Regions from separate parts of the Anas platyrhynchos genome. Here region 2 is linked to region 1. The links are chromatin contacts, called in public Hi-C maps. All regions are on one chromosome and are shown on one strand. Each heading gives the region's core, a stretch centred on a gene start, on an enhancer-like site or on the middle of the called end of the contact. The rest is flanking DNA. Distances are from core to core; before and after follow the strand shown. Region 1 overlaps TRPC4AP (transient receptor potential cation channel subfamily C member 4 associated protein). Region 2 holds the start of GSS (glutathione synthetase).

The links. Hi-C and Micro-C count contacts between places; a contact is called where the count stands out from the background.
Region 2: a Hi-C map of liver shows a contact between it and region 1, with 2.3 times the contacts expected there. The contact joins the promoter of GSS here to the enhancer-like site in region 1. A contact is called at or near these places in 2 of 8 Hi-C or Micro-C datasets (liver and subcutaneous adipose tissue).

Annotation. Positions count from the first base shown.
Region 1 is chr21:5,977,339-5,982,355 of IASCAAS_PekinDuck_T2T, forward strand. TRPC4AP (transient receptor potential cation channel subfamily C member 4 associated protein) reads left to right here. Exons shown (of 19, transcript XM_013092174.5): 2 at 3,952-4,080; 3 at 4,346-4,462. Among named protein-coding and RNA genes, the nearest start is that of TRPC4AP, 12 kb to the left of the region's middle. Within about 2 kb of position 1,978, at least 3 of the 8 cell types and tissues checked have an H3K27ac peak or open chromatin away from gene starts, as enhancers often do. A contact at or near this core is called in subcutaneous adipose tissue, where this site is marked.
Region 2 is chr21:6,038,722-6,043,738 of IASCAAS_PekinDuck_T2T, forward strand. It overlaps GSS (glutathione synthetase), which reads left to right and starts at 3,103. Exons shown (of 12, transcript XM_027442832.3): 1 at 3,103-3,449; 2 at 3,548-3,693; 3 at 4,181-4,256; 4 at 4,459-4,598; 5 at 4,686-4,802; 6 at 4,967-5,017. The coding sequence starts at 3,321.

The sequences.
Region 1 (5,017 bases), core at 728-3,227:
GGCAGTGAAAATCATCAGAGGAGAGGAACACAAACAGAAGGGAAAGTTGTTGCTGGAAGGGGAAGCAGGCGAGAGACCTTAAGCTGGTAACAAAAGTTTGAGCACATGGTGCAGCTCTGTGCGTGTGCGAGGGCGCTGGCACAAAGCTGCAAGTGCTGTAGCTGCGGGTGAGAGGAAGGCGTGGATTTAGGTAAATTTTAACAGGGAGCTGCATATGGCTTGGTGAAGGTCTCAGCGTTGTCTGTTACTTGTTGTCCATTAGGAACTGCTCATGGATGCTGGATTTGCCTTAATCCTAATGGATAAAGGATTTCTAGCACAGGAGGAGTAAAAAAATTAAAACAGGTACACTCATCTACAGTCTCAGTGTTGAGTTCTTTGTATACTTCGAGGAAAAACTATGCACAACAATCAGGTTAAACTCTGCAGTGTTCCTGCTACAGCTGTCGGGCTCTGGAATAATCCCCTGGAGGTGCAGCCCTGTGGGAGAGGCTGAAGAGAAAAGGCTCTGTGTGCTCTACCTGCAGGCATGGGTGGACGTGCCGACCATTTCAGCTCCCTGCTTGAATCTTCTCGGCAGTCGGATCCATTGTGTCCTCCCAGTGTTCCCATACTGGCTTCAGGAGGAACGTGGGGTGGCTGGGGTGCATCCGCCCGCTGGGGAACCTCCAGTGTCCAGCCAGCTCGGCGCAGGCAGTTCTAGGTAGTTTGGCAGCTGGGTGCTCAGGCTTGAGCTGGTGTGTGGCACCTCGTCCCGGAGGCTGCCCAGAACAAAACCTCTCCGGGAGCTGGAAAACACCAGCCCCACACACCTCGGGGTGAGCTCGGGGTCTGCGGCTCTGAGCTGGGATGAGTTCTGGCAAACTTCTGGGAAACGTGCGCTGCCCGGGTGTTGGTACCAGTTTGGTGAACTGTGCGTGGGTGGCAGGGAAGTTTTGATGTTGTTTCTTCTGTTTTCCCAGTAAATTGATACTTTGCTGTCTCTTCCCGCTGCCGGTAAGGCCTGACAGCTCATAGCCCCTACCCACAGCCTCGAGTAAACCTTTTACTTTACCCGATGCCGCTTCCAGCCAGGTTTCTGCAGCCTCCTCTTCGTGCTAGCTGGGACCTAACTTCATGGGCTTCGTGTGCAGGATCTCTGAGGTTTTCTCCACAGCTGCTCGGTGAGCGAAGAAAAGTCCTGAAATATCGCTGTTGGATTGGGCTTATTCCGCTTGGGTGAGACCAAAAAAATGGAGAGAGAAGGGGGCCCCAGAAGACCCCGCTGCCAATTCAGTGTGTGTTCGCTGCTGTCCACCCAACAGGAGAGCAAGAGGGAGACCAACTCTGCTTCTAAATGAAAACTGGTGACTCGCTGCTCTTACAGAACTCACGAGATGCGGATCTTAACCAAGATGGTTGCAGGGAAAGAGAGCTCCATCCCATTTAATTGAATTTGAATCCCTCCGCAGAATCCAAAATCTTTCCGCTGGCAAATGCCGCCCCGCCACAATGGAAACACTCTGAGCCAGGGCAGCCTCAGAAGGACCACAGGCTGGAGCTTGCAACGAAACCAAAGACGGGCATTAAATCAAGAGAAAGAAAAGCTTAAAAGCTTAGTTTTTTTTATTTTTTTTATTTTTTTTTTTTTAAAGCAGTTACAAGGAGATGAGAGCAAGGAAACATTTACTTCAGTCTTTCAGAATTTGACGTCTGGAAGTTTTCTGCAGCCCAGCACAAGTGGCTGCGTATCAGAGGCCAGGATGGGGAGAGGAAGCCTGGCTGGTAGAGAAATGAGGACGGAGACGGGTTCTGCCCCACACCAAGTGTGTGTTTGTGTGATTACCAAAGGCAGCATGAAGCCCAGGACAAAGTTACGCACCAAACAGCACTGAAGGGCTTTTGGCCTGTTCTGAGAGCACTTGGATGCTGAACTCTGTGCTGCACCGCTGGAACCTCAGGCTGCAGCCCGCTCACGTCATCGCTGCCTGTGGTATCTCCCACATCAGCTGGAGCCAGATAGTTGGATCCTGGCCCTGGCGTTTTGCTGCTTGTTCTTTGCACTTTACCCAGCAATTAATCCGGTTCCTCCTGCAGCTCGTGGGGTTGTGTGCTCCTCCCATGGCGGGGACCGGGTAGTGGCAGAGCTCCTCGCCCTCTCTGTGCTGGGTGTTACAGGGAGAGCTGGGGATTGGTGACTTCAAAGAGGCTGACCCATTACTCACATGCGAAATGAAGCGAAGCCATTTCGACTTTCTGGTTTTGTCCTGCCATTTCTTGTAAGGGCGGCCTCCACAGAAGGAATTCTGCCACATCAACCAGCATCGCTGGAGAATGACTCTTACTCCAAAGTCAGAAATTAGAGAAAAGTTTAAAACTGGAGGGAGCGTTACGTGCCAGGCTTGCTCGGATTGCTTCAGTCTCTCCTTGTAGCAAGAAAAACTGGTGCTTAAGAACCTTGAAATTCTTAAAGTATGAATTTGAGTATTTCATCAGGAAAAGAGCCCTAAAGATCTGGGAAGCTAGGACAGGAGAGGACTCGTAGGAACTAGTGTCAGTCTGAGGTTTTCATGTGCTTGCATCAGTTTCCTTGCCTTCCTGTATGCTGTCTTACAAGCCTAGAAAAGGGTTAAATTCTCAGTCAGAAACAGGAGGATATTTGCATATAATTGTCTAATTGGAACTGAATGGCCCATCCCTTTGGAATGGTAGCTGAGGTGTAGCTGAGAAGGATGTCTTGGCTGAAACAATAAGGAAGGTGATTTCCTGGCTGTTAACTATTAACAATGAGCATTAAAGCAGGCTGGAAGGAAACAATGCGGGTTAACTGACCCAGAGTGAGAGCAGCTGAGAAGTGTGGCTCCAGGAGTGAGGGAAAATTCACCCATGTGGCACTGAAGTAAGGTCTTGCTGGCCTGAGGATTGGCGTTTTTTAAAAAAATATATTTTATTTGAAAGGTATATAAAATTTTGTAAAACCAGCCAGAGGTCTTGCTGGGTTTAATTAATAAGTCTCCTCTGCCCTTCTCTACAAGGATAAATCCTCACTTAAGGTTTGTCTGGGTACCTGCAGTGAGGTCACGCTAAGCAGAGGGGCTAAGTTCTGGTTCATGCTACCTGGGCTGGGGGATTGATGGAGAGTTCCTCCCTTAGAGCATCCCCTGGAATTAACCTGCAGCGTTCAGCCTCTGGAGATTTTTCAGTGCTCTAAGCAGAATATTCGCTAGTCTTGTGCTGCTGCTTCGTTTGTGTAGGGGTAAAATACTGGGGAGGAGGAAGAAAATTGGAGGACGTTTGCAAACTGCAGTAGCAAACGCTGAGGTGTTCTTTGTGGCTGCAGCCTGCCTCCCGGGGTAGCAGCGGTGCTGTTGTGCTGCTGCTGCTGTCGGTCTCCAGTTCCAAACAGCCCAGGACTGCAGGAGGGGTCTCACCGGGGTGTTGATACGTCCCTCAGGAGTGCTTGTGAATCTTGAGGCTTTGGGCCAGTGCTAGGACCAGCAACGCTTTTAGGGACTTGGCTGAGGAAAGGCTCGTTACTGGTTGAACGTAACGAGTAATGAAGTCTTTCTGTCTTCAGCGTGTGCTCTCTACGTCAGTCCAGTGTTGTTTGTGATAGTGTCAGGGTCCCCAGTTTCCTCCTTCAGTGACCTGTCAATCAGAGGTACACTCTTGGAATTATTTAGAGATGATTATGTTTCCATACTAACTAATAACTAAGTAACTTCAAATAAGTATTCAAAGTGGTAACATCTGCCTTAAGCCCAGTCCCTGATGAGGTACATGGACCATCTGAAATTCTGCTGCTGCCAGTCCTGGATAGATTGCTGCTTGGGAAAAGGTGCTGTGCTCTCTGATGGTACAGTCTACAACACGTGATTTTCTGTGATATTCCAATATTGGGATTGTGGGCAGGCTGTTTTCCCGGGTGTCATGCACTGGACACGTGGGAATTATATTCGTCTTTCGTTGCAGATCACAGAGGCCTTGTTAAAGGAAAGAGATAAACAAGCAAAGTGGAATGGGATTCCCTTACTGTTGCAAAAGCTGTACGAGCATAGCCACCCAAACAGCGACTTCTCCCAGTGCCAAAGCATCTTAAAGGTATTGTCTGCTGTCTTCTCCTGGAATGGGGTGGGTTTTTTTGTTGTTACTTTCTCTAAAGACTGGTATGATGATATACTGTGACTTTTGAAAGTGTGTGCATGATAGTACCTGTGAACTGGATGCAAATAATAGCTAGGAATGCATGTAATTAATTAGTCACCAGATCACATGGATAGTCTGAGAAAGTTGTGTTTATACTGATGAATAGTTTTCTCTATGAATCATCTCTTTTTTTGTTTTTTTGTTTTTAAACTGCATACAGGAAATTTCTCCACTTCTCTCGATGGAAGCCATGGCATTTGTTACAGAAGATAGAAAAGCTGCTCAAGAGTCCACTTTCCCAAACACGTACACCTTTGACTTGTTTGGAGGAGTTGATGTAAGTGTGGTTGGTTGTGCTTTTGTTTCTTTTTGTTGCTGTTTTTTTTTTCTTTTTTCTTCCTCCAAAGACACCAAGAGATTTCTGCATGGTAGTCATGCCGTTGCTAAATCTGTAAATGACACCTTTGAGACTTGTGAAGTTTCTAAATGCAAGCAACAGAAACATTTTACTGTTTTGATGTTAGTAATTACATTTGTGTCTATTTGAGTTGTTCAAAATGTTAAAAAAAAAAAAAAAAAGTTTTTTTTAATGTATTACATCATCAAAAGCAAAATGCTGGTTTTTATGTTGTAAATTTGATTTTCTTCAGGTAGCCTGCTTGTACTTGAGAGACAACACCTCTAGGGTCTTCAACGGTTTCAAATGATTTCTAGTTGTAAGGTTAAATACTACAGTCACTACTAGAGCAATAAGAATGACACTTACTGAAGGGAATGTCTTTGTTTTTAAGCACACTAGGACACTCCTGGCAAGGTTGTCCCTTTATTGCTGCCATGCAACACACACTGCTTCATCTGTGGAAAAATTTTTAAGCTGGGCTGCTAGGTTTAT
Region 2 (5,017 bases), core at 1,853-4,352, 63 kb after region 1:
CCCGACCCCGCGGGAGGAATGCTCCCCATTAGCAGGCTCTGATAAGTGGCAGGAAGGAGAATTACTCTCCGAGCCGGGCCATTTGCTAGAGGTTTCTTTCCACACTTAACATATCACCGCTATCAGCTCCCTGAAATGCACTGGAGGGGAGTGCGAAGGCGCCTGATTAGATAAAGACAATCTGCAGAGGGGCTATTTCAGGCATATTTCCATGCAGCAGGAATGTCTGCGTTCAGGCAGGGGTGACAGCACAGCACTGCCACCCGCCAGTGTCCCTCGGGCTCAGCCTGCACCCCGAGCCTGTGGCTGCGAGGTTCCCTCCAAAGCAGACCCCTAAACCCTGGCTGTGCTCTCTGCAAAGCACTTTTTCACCAAAAAAGCCTTCAGGAATAGTGCTGCTGCTTGCTGTAGTGTGAGGCTTGGGCAGCATGAGCACACCGGAGCCTCTGGGCACTGTGCTCCCACAGTGAGTGAAAGAAATGAATGTACAAAACGCATCCAAAATGAGGATTGGGATTGGGAATGTACCTGGAAGAGGCATGACATGAGAAATCGGGGGCTGGAGTTAGTAAGCAATGTGCTGGGAAGGTCCCACTCGGGCAAAGAGACAGCAAGGTCACCTGGAGATGGGGAAAACTGGGGAGTTTTTATTTGTTTGCATTTCATTTCCCAGCGTTGAGGTTTTAGGGACGTTCTTCTCCAGAGGGATGGCCACTGGAAAGACCCAGTATCTGTTTAGGAACAGAGGTTGTAACAAACACTGCAAAAATTACAGGAATGTGTGAGCCGACTTCAGTGAAGACGCTTGAGGTTTTGGCAGTGCATTACAAAAAGAGATGAGAGAAAAGGGCCTCTCGCCCCCCTCGTTTGAACACTTAATGGCACCTCAATTGCAGCTGGCTTGCCGGGACAGGCCCTGGCACACAGCAGCCTTTGGAAAAGAAGCCCAAGAGCTGCCCTGGTCTTAGGTGTTTCCAAGGTGTTTTCTCCCGCTTGATCAACCTCAGCTCAGCTCATGACAGGGGACAGCAGTTCAAGACGGAGAGGCAGCAAACGTGGGATTTTCCCATGGGACCTGGTAGGCTTGGGCCTGGCCGCCACCTCGGAGGGAGCAGCATTGCTGTGTGTCCCCACGCTGTGCCAGGACCTCCCCACGTCGCTGTGGCCCATCAGGCGGTCACAGCAAGGAGGTGGCTCGCTGCTGGCTGCCCTGCCCAGGTGAGGGCAGCAGGAGATGGTGGCCACCACCCCAGGACTTCTGTTTTGGCCGTGGATTCCAGGTTTCCAGTCACCAGCCTTGTGGGCTGCTCCCTGCAGGCTGAGCCGAGCAGAAGTGGGTGAGCGTCCATGGCAGGGGAGCAGGGCACAGTGTCCCCACACGTGTCCCCATCCAGGAGCTCGGGCATCGCTCCGGGAAGCAAAAGCACACCCAAACTTGGGTGGAAACCCCCAATTTGGTTTTCCACCCGCTGGTCCCGCTGGCTCCCTCGCAGCCCGGCTCGGTGCTATTTATACCTCGCTCCACGGCGCAGAAAGGCCTGGTGGAAAAGCTAAGGAAGTGAAATTACTTTGGGGAAGAAATGACACTACCCGTTTATAAATAACCCGCGTTTCATTGATCCTGTGGATGCTGCCTTGGCAGAGAGTCCAATGTCACCGCTCCAGTCATGCAGACAATAGGCGGGCATTGTTTTATTCTCAGTTACAGCCAAAAGGACAGCACCAGCTGCCTGGCTATCTTTAGCCCATGAGAGCACCCTCCAATTGTTCTGCACCTCAGACAATAGGCACACGTGGGGGGGGGTTTAGGATTGCTGGCCTTAGCGGAGCATTTCGCATCGAGAGGCGGCCTGGGGGACAACAGATTGCTTTCATACCCTCGCCGAAGCTGGCACCCATAGGGCAGGGCAGCCGGGCTGCGGGAGCAGAGCCGCGTTTCTCTGCAGGACGGGGCCGAGGGGCTGTGCTCTGGGGGAGCCCCCCGAGCTGTGCCCGCAGCAGGAGCCCCACTGCTCTGTCGTTATGTGGCTGCTGCCGCACTGCTCCCCCTGCTCCTGCGGCCAGGACAAATGACACAGCGCCAGGCACCGCAGCTGCACAGCACAACGTTCACTTTTGGTGTTTTGGGGTGTTTTGGGGTGTTTTTTGGTGTTTTTTGATTTTTTTTTTCCACTTTTTTTTCCAGGGGAACCAAGTGCAGAGGACGAGCGATGCTCTGCAGGCACAGCCGGGCGGCCAAGCACCCTTAATTAATTAATTAATTAAGCTGATTAACGGCGTTAATTAAGGCAGGGCCCCCCATTTTTCCTACACCCCCCCCCCCCCGGTGCCTCCGCCCCCGCCACCCTCCAGCCCGGCCCGGAGTGACGTCACGCCGTGACGTCACGCGGCCGTGACGCCAGCCCCGCTCCCTCCCCCCGCCCTCCGGGTCCAGCGCGCACGCACGCCCCAAGCCCCGCCCCTCTCCCCTGCCGGCTGCCAATCAGCGGGGCGGGAAGCGGGGCGCGGCCAATCAGAGTGGGGAGGGGGCGGGGCGGGCAGGGAGCACTGGGAGCAGGTACGGGACGGGCGGGGCTGTGGCGGGAGGGGGCTCGGGGGGCTATGGGGGCTATAGGGGATAGGGGGGGTATGGGGGATATAGGGGATAGGGGGTGCGGGGGGCAGGGGGACCAGCAGGGACCATCAGGGACTACGGGATCACGGGACCACGGGGTCTGGGGGGGCTGCAGGGGACTGGGGGGGCTGTGGGGTGCAGGGGGGGCACGGTGGGGTTATGGGGTCCTGTGGTCGCTATAGGGGGCTGGGTGGGATACAGAGGGCGGGGGGCTGTGGGGTGCGGGGGGATACAGGGACTGCGGGGTCCGGGAGGGCTGTGGGGGACGGGGTGGGATATGGGGTGTGGGGGGGGTGTGGGTTACAGGGGGGTATAGGGGCTGTGGGGCCATGGGGGGCAGGGGGCTACAGGGGGCTGGGTGCGCTGTGGGGTACAGGGCTCTGTGGGGTGCGGGGGGGCTGTAGGGTTTGTGGGGGTCTGGGGTCTGGGGGGGCTACAGGGTACTGGGTAGGCTATGGCGTGCAGGGGGCTATGGGGTGCAGGGGGGCTATAGGGGACTGTGGGGCTATAGAGGGCAGGGGGGCTGTGGGATGGGGCCAGAGGTCTCTAGGGGGCTGGGTTTGGGGCTGTGGGGTGCCAGGTCTCAGTGGGGCACGGGGCAGGGCAGGCATTGCCTCTCCTCACCCCCCTGTGCTGGGACCCTGGTTTTGGGGCCGCTGGCCATGCCCCCGTTGTCGCTATGGGGTGACGCGGCGGTGCCCCAGGCATGGCGGGGCTGTGGGACGCGGCGCTGCGGGGCGAGGCGGCCGTGCGCCGGGCGGCCCTGGCGGCGGTGGACGCGGCGCTGCTGGAGGGCGTGCTGATGCGCACCGAGGCCGAGCCCAACGCCTCCGACGTAAGCCCGGCCGCCCCACGGCCTCCCCAAAACCCCACGGGGTGGGTCTGGGGGCTCAATGGGGTCGGGGTGGCGCTGCCTCCGCTCCCCTCCTGCAGGTGGTGAGCTTCGCGCCCTTCACGCTGCTGCCCTCGGCCGTGCCCAGCGCCCTGTTCCGGCAGGCGTACGCCGTGCAGCAGGACTTCAACCTGCTGGTGGACGCCATCAGCCAGGACAGGGAGTTCCTGGAGCGTGCTCTGGCCAGGTAACGCTTGGGGCTTCACCGAGTTTAATTACGGGGGACATTAATTGGGAAGCATTTGTCGCCCTCCGGGTGTCCCCGCCTGCCGTCCTTGGAGCTGAGGGGTGCGGTGTGCACTCCCCTGGGCAGGCACCTCTCCGTTCTGCTTTGTGTGTCCTCACATAACGCCAGCAGCCTTGGGGTCTCCTTGGGCCGGCAGTTTTTTTGGGGTCTCCTTGGGCCAGCAGTTCATTTCCCTTTGCCAGTGTCTGAGCCTCGTGGCTTCTCGCTCGGCAGTGTGCTGGCACCAGGGCTTTGAATCCCAGTTGCTTCTTTGAGTCCCGCACTGAGGAGCCTGCCCTGGCCTCATTTTGCACCCCCCCTGGCTGCCTGATCCCCACAGAGCGCTGGGCACCGCGGGGTGTGGGGTTTGGGGCCCGGCAGGGCGCCCGCTGGGCTGATTCTCTCCTTCCCCTGGCGAGGGGCTGACGGGGTCCTGCTGTTCCCCCAGCACGGTCAAGGTGGATGACTTCACGGCGCGGCTCTTCAGGATCCATCTGCAGGTTCTGGAGGAGGGACTGGCGCAGGTAGCGCGGGGACCCGGGGCCGCTCGGGACCCGCAGGGCACCGGGGCTGCGCCTGCTGCGGGCTCCACGCGGCCCCGGCTCGCCTCGTGTGGGTTCTGGTTGGTACCAGGGCGGCCACATCCGCCCCGGGAGTGCGGTGAGAGGCAGCAGGAGAAGCGGGGGTGGGCGCGGGTCCCGCTTCACCCCCCTCCTCCCGCCTCAGTCCGTGTTTTTAGGCATAAACCGCTCGGATTACATGTTCGACTGCGGGGCGCCCGGGGCGCCGGCGCTGAAGCAGATCGAGATAAACACCATCGCCGCCAGCTTCGGCGGCCTGGCCTCCCGCACCGCCGCCGTGCACGGGTGAGGAGCGGCCGCAGCCCCGCACCCCGACCCGGCCCCGTGGGGCTGCCCCGCGGCCAGGCCCTGGGAGCCGCTCTCGTTCCTTAGGCGGGTGCTGAAGGAGCTGGGGATGGCCGAGGAGGCGTCGCGGCTGCTGCCCAACAACCCCTCCGAGGGGCTGGCCTCGGGCATCGCCAAGGCCTGGGAGCTGTACGGCTCGCGGAGGTGAGGAGCCTGCCCCGGACAGCCCCACGGGGGCCGTCCTGCTCCCTGTGCCAGCACACGGGAAGGCTGGAGGAGGCTCGCGGGAGCCGTGCGGGATCGCCGAGATCAGGGGGTGGTGGTCCCGGGGGCTCGGGGTGTAACGGTGTTCTGGGTGTCTCCTGTAGCGCTGTGGTGATGTTCCTGGTGGAGGAGGTGCAAAGGAACATCTTTGATCA